Linked DNA regions of Anas platyrhynchos: region 1 is linked to region 2. A link is a contact called in public Hi-C data. All regions are on one chromosome and are shown on one strand. The core of a region is the stretch at or near the end of the contact, and the rest is flanking DNA. Distances in the headings are between cores, read along the strand shown.

Region 1 (2,866 bases), core at 158-2,657, 75 kb after region 2:
TTACACCTTTTCTGATAACTTTGCGGTTCTTTCAAATCAACATCCCCCAAAAATCACAAAACCACAGGCTGTGAGTGAAAGCTGAGACATTAGTATGGAAAATGGCAGAGCAGCTACCCAATGACCACTTCAGTGTGTGAGCAAGCTACTCCTCTCTCTTTGGAAAGCGGTGGGTGTTGGGGCAGAGCCAATAATGCAAAACTAAAGCAAAGATGTTTCCCTGCCATTATTTTCACCTCCACAGCTGCCCCTGTGATCCCTCGCATTGTTGCACTTCAGAATCCAATGGCAAGACACAGATCTGTATACCAGGTTGAATCCCATTTCCCTGTCTCCGTAATTAAGATTATATTGTCTCTCAGGATGTTTTCCAAGCAAAGTAATTTCGTTTTCTGTCAACCTGAATTGAATACCTGTGCACCAAACCAAATATTGGAAGATTCCCTTTATATTTTGTCCAAGCTGACAGAGACATTTAAACCTAAGACGATGATGCTATGTTTCATCGTTTAAATAAAAAAGACTGTTAGTATGACAGTCACCGTGTATTTTAGTGTTTTATTGCTCCCCAGAAGCATTTTTGTTCTTGGTAGGTGCTGTAATAAGATTTTACCTGCAGGAGAATGCCACCAGAAGGCAGCCCTAATGCTGTTAGGCGGTGAGCAGGGACGGTGCAGTTGTTGATGTGCAGGCAGGGGAGGCTTGGGATTTGGGCTCGGCTTGTGCTGCTAAAATGGGAAACACTTAATCTAAGCAGGGGGTCACAGTTGTTTAATGGTTTGAGGAGACTCTGCCTGTGCCTCTACCTTAGTGGCTTTTTGTGGTTTCTGTTGAGAGTGCGTGGGGACAGCTGTGGATCTCCTGCGTACAGCAGCAGCAGAACCGTGCTCTTTTGCTGCACAAGGGCACGGATTTTGCTGCTCAGCCTTTTAATCCACTACAGGCTGATGAGGAGGAGAAAAGAGAAAATAGAGCCTGAATGTTATTTGGTGATCTTTTGGGAGACTCAAGGAAGGGGGAACAGCTCCATACAGAGAAAGAGAAGACATTTCTAATGGAGAGGTGCAGAAAAAGCCTGTTCAGGCACTGCTGCTGCCTGAAGGTCTCCTTCCCAAAACTAGGAAGCAAAATGAAGATGGTGATGTTACAGGGGAAGGGAGAACATAATGAGAACACGCTAAAGTTTGATGTTTCTTCATTTGGTGAATGCAAGTGGAAGAATGCATGTAGTTTTGTAACATTTCCACTGTGCTGCTGAGCACTGTTTTTTATTACTGATATTGAACCCTTGGTTTTGTTTTGAACTGCACACGTCTCTTGCTTTCAGTACAATCCTACACATTTGCTTGCTGGCTTGTGTGTCCCGCTACCCTCTGCTGGAAGGAACGAGGATTTTTCAGCTGTGTCCTTGTGCCCCAAAAGAGCCCCAGCTTGGAGCAGAAACGGGCTGGGAACTGGCTTTGAGAAGCCCAGCTCTGCCCTGCTGCTGCCTGCTGGCATCCGTCCCACAGAGCCAAGACCAGGTGTATAAAACGTTGCTTAGGGTCAGGATGGTGCGGGGCTGGGGGAGGTGGTGCACATGGGGGCTGGGATAGCCGGGTGCTGAGCGAGATGACTTGTCCTGTTCTGCTTTGTTACCTTGGCCCCAGTGGTGAGGTCTGTGGATTGCAGGATTAAGCTGTTGCCAAAACAGGCTGAGTCACTGGTGAGTCCTCTGATGGCCTGGCTGGGCTTGGGAAGGGGTAAAAAGTCCCAAAGCAGGCAGTCACAGGGGGATGTTCTCCCCAGGTGCAAAGTTTCTTAGGCTAGAATGTGAAGGTTGTCTTTCATTCTTATTATCTTCTTAGTTACAGAAATTGTGATTATTTTTTTTCCTTAAAATCTTCATATATTAGGGCCTCCTTATACCAGCCATGTAAATACTCTTTTTCAGCATCGTGAGAATAAAATACATAAATGCCATGCTCACAGTTCAAGTTTCCATAAAAGTCCTTTGGGAGGATATTCCAGAGGGAAATTAGAGATGAGACTCTAGGAGAGGCTTTTGTTTTATTATTATATGTTTGCTCCCATACTTGACGTAGGAGAATGTTTACCCTGCCTGCCCTATCTTCGGTATCTGTTTGCAGTAGAGATACATCTGTCTCTTTGTTCTGTTCATCTCTTCTGTAAAATACCAAGTCCTTAATCTTTCTGGTCCATGTAGGGAACCTTTCAATACCTGCAGTAATTTTGCTGCATGTGTCTAGAAATCCTCAAACAAGAGCTCAGGCTAGGACTGGCTTCCTTCCCTGCACCAGCAAGCTCTTGTACAGATAAAAGAACTTGCATAGCAGCTCTGAAGCATGTTGTTCAGGCCATGGACAGGTATTGTTTCCAGATTTCAAAGGCAATACATGATCCAGACAAGTCTGCAAGAACCTCTGGTCTTAATTAGTTGTAGATTTCCTGAACAGCTCTCCCAAGTCATGGAAGAAATGTAACTGCTATTACCAGCCTCACAGGATTTTCCTTCCCCTCGTTCGTACAAGACTCTCTGACAGCCCCAGCATTGCAACGAGCAGCTGGCAGGTCTGTCAGGGCTGGCTGGATACGGGGCGAGTTCCCTCCTCGAGCACCTGGAAGGCAGCAGAGATGTCAGACCTCGCCTGCGGCTGGACGGGCCTTTGCACCCCGCTGGCTGAGGCCATGCATCGGCCCTAGCAGGGCTCTCTGGAGTCTGGCATGTGTGTCAGAGGGATAAGGTCCTCTTATAACGTACTCCCTGCTAGGAATTGCTACCCCAAGCAGTCCCTGCAGCTCTTCTCAGTGCAGAAACAACTCGCCCTATGATGCAGACCAGTAAAAGGTGTCCTGACCCCCAGGC
Region 2 (2,808 bases), core at 270-2,769:
TCTCTCACTGTCCATTAGAGGATGCTAACCAAACTTTGTAAGCTGTCTGTAATACTTCATGTAACGTTTTCCAGTTTAAAATGAAACCAGTGTAAAAATATCAGGGTTCTGTTTGAAACTATGAAATTTTTCACCAAGAATGTTGGCTGAATGGGGAGGAGGACAGGGCCTGAACTGATGGAAGTGATGGTGTCTCTGCCTAGTTTGTGCAAGTAGTGCTAGACTGCAAGGTCTTTTGGGGAAGTTCATTTAGAACTAACGTGTTATATGGGTGTGTTAGGTGTGCTCCTAAAATGCATCTTCTGGTTAAGTTTTATTCAAAAGGAATGTAGCTTTGTACTTTGAGGCCACTCAGCAACATGCATCAAACCACGGTACATGAGGGTGACCGAGACATTTGCTTCCAAAGTACACCTCGGATCCAACTTAATGTGCCAGTGGATTTGCACCTGAAGGCTTTCAGGTTAGTATGCAGAGTCTGATTCTGTGTGAAGTTACTGACCTTTTGATTAGTTGTGAGCATTTTAAGAATCATTTATTTCAATAACCTGGCATGACAGTGAGGAGTGAAGCGTAGGAAATAACGTACCCTAGGCATTCAAAAGTAACCAAGTTGTTTTCCTTTCTTTACCTCAAAAACCTGAGTTTGGAGCTCATTTTAAATTGCCTTTTGGCTTTAGTCCCTTTTGGATAAACCCTGGCACTTTTAAAGTTGTTCTCAGAGGGCTGAGAATACGGATTGGGGGGGGGGGGGAAGGGGGGAAGAGAGAGCAGTTACTAGCAAAAGCAGATTTCACATAACTATATACCTTCAGGCTGGAACTTGCTGGATTTGCTTATATTTAAAGCTGATGCTCACAATTTTATTGCAAACCTTGCAAAGCGGAGAGCCTGTACTTGCTTTTTTGTTGGATTTTTCTTGTTCTGTTCCAAATACCTCGAGGACTGTAGAGCTCACCCAAGTCTCTTTAAATGGTGATTGTTACTGTCTCTCCAGAACAGGAGCCGGGTGCATACCTTGTAAGGTAAGTTTACTTTTCAGCCCCAGCAGAAGCCGTGAAGGTGGCTGTCATTGTCTGATGCCGTGGGTGCTTCACAGGCCTGTTGGCAGCTGCAGAGGGAGCCTGGCTGAGGAGGAAAACAGGAGCGCTGGGGCAGGCTGCAGCTCCTGGGCTCGATGCGTGAATTTCCGAGTGGCCTCGCACCCTGCCCCCCTGCGAGGCTTTCCCGGTGCCTGCGCAGAGCTGCCTGCTGCGAGCGGAGCGGAGCAGCCGCTTTGCACAGCGCTCTCTAGAAAGCCTTCTCGCTGAACTTGGCGATCTTACCTTAAATCACCTCTTTATTTCTGCCTGCTGGCTCCCGGGGCTCGCTGCGGAGGGCAGCAGGGCGCCGCTCGGGCCGTGCCGCTCCCGCTGCCCGCAGCAGCAGCCCCGGGGCCGCCCCGCAGCCTCTGGGGGCGCCCCCGGCCCCCTCCCCCGAGCTCGCTGCCGCTCCCTCCTCCTCCACCCTCCCACAAAGAGCACGGCGGCGCTCGGCCGGCCCCTTCTCCCTCCTCCTTTCCTCTCCTTTCCTTCCCCTCCCCGAAAAACCCAGCGCTTCCCCTCGGCGCGGCGGCCGGGTGCCTCGGGAGGGGCCGAGCCGAGCCGAGCCGCCCGCAGCGCTACCTTAAGGGGCTGCTTGACATCAGCCGAGGGGCCGGGCGGCGGGGGTGGGATTTCCTGTGCTGGAGGTCAGCCGGCCCGGTTCCCCCTGCCGGTTCCCCCTCCCCGCCCGTGCCGGAGGCTGCCCGCGCCCTCCCGGCCCCCCGCTCCCGGCTCGGCTCCGCACAGTGATGTGTAAGCCACAGGATGCCCAGCAGCACCGGCAAGAGGTTTAAACCGACGAAATACATCCCCGTCTCCACAGCGGCCGCCTTGCTAGTGGGTTCGACTACTTTATTTTTTGTTTTCACGTAAGTAACGCCGCGGGGCGAAGCGGTGGGAGAGGGGGGAGGCCGGGCTCGGCTCCTCCAGGCCCGGCTCGGCCCGGCGCGGCTCTGCAGGGGCTGCCGCTCGCTGACAGCCGGAGCCACCATTTCGCGCACGGGAGCCGTCAGGCTGCGGCGGGGGGTGCCGGCTGCCGGCTGCCCTGCTGCCGAGAGGGGCCGGGAGGCCGGGCAGGAGGCCGGGGAGGAGGCAGGGAGGCCGGCAGGAGGGAGGCAGCCCCCGGCTGCGCACCGCGGCTCTGCCCGGCGCAGCGCTTGGCAGCGGCAGCGATCCCGTCCCAGGCGCTCGGTGCTGCCCGGCTCGGGGCGTTTTTTATGTAATGGCCCCCCCCGGAGCCCCAGGAGCCCACGGGCAGGTTTGGATTTGCCGCAGGGAGGGAAGGGGAAACTTTTTTCCCCACCCTTCCCCCTCCCTTCGTTTCCTCTGCTCCCGCTCCCACCTCCCTCAGATGCAGAGCGGGGCTCTGGCTTCACAGCCCCTGTCGGTGTATTAATATGTGAGCGGCGTGCTGCTTTGCCTCGCCGGGTCCTCTCCCTTTACATAAACTTGAGTTATGAAGAGCCTTAACCCCTCCTTCGCCGGGATGGCAGCGGCTGCCCTGCAAAGGCATTGCTGCTATTTCGAGGGAGCGATGCTGCAAAACCGCTCTGAAGGGAGCTTTGGCTAAGCTGCTTTTCGGGGAGGTGAAAAGATTGCTGTGCGGATATTAAGACCGACTGGCTTGCTTATTTTGAAACCGTGCGCCGTGTTTTGCCATTGCTAATTTTTAATTGAGCTGAATGAAGCCCCAGGAGCAGAAGGCTGTGTAACTGGGGCAGTACGT

Evidence for each region. Hi-C and Micro-C count contacts between places; a contact is called where the count stands out from the background.
Region 1: a Hi-C map of subcutaneous adipose tissue shows a contact between it and region 2, with 2.9 times the contacts expected there. The contact joins the enhancer-like site here to the promoter of ZDHHC8 in region 2. A contact is called at or near these places in 5 of 8 Hi-C or Micro-C datasets (F1 follicle, liver, skeletal muscle and 1 more).

The regions. Positions count from the first base shown.
Region 1 is chr16:11,201,179-11,204,044 of IASCAAS_PekinDuck_T2T, forward strand. The region is part of intron 1 of ZDHHC8 (zDHHC palmitoyltransferase 8); the gene reads left to right. Among named protein-coding and RNA genes, the nearest start is that of PGAM5, 53 kb to the right of the region's middle. Within about 2 kb of position 1,408, at least 6 of the 8 cell types and tissues checked have an H3K27ac peak or open chromatin away from gene starts, as enhancers often do. A contact at or near this core is called in F1 follicle and subcutaneous adipose tissue, where this site is marked.
Region 2 is chr16:11,125,629-11,128,436 of IASCAAS_PekinDuck_T2T, forward strand. It overlaps ZDHHC8 (zDHHC palmitoyltransferase 8), which reads left to right and starts at 1,520. Exons shown (of 11, transcript XM_027469645.3): 1 at 1,520-1,951. The coding sequence starts at 1,848.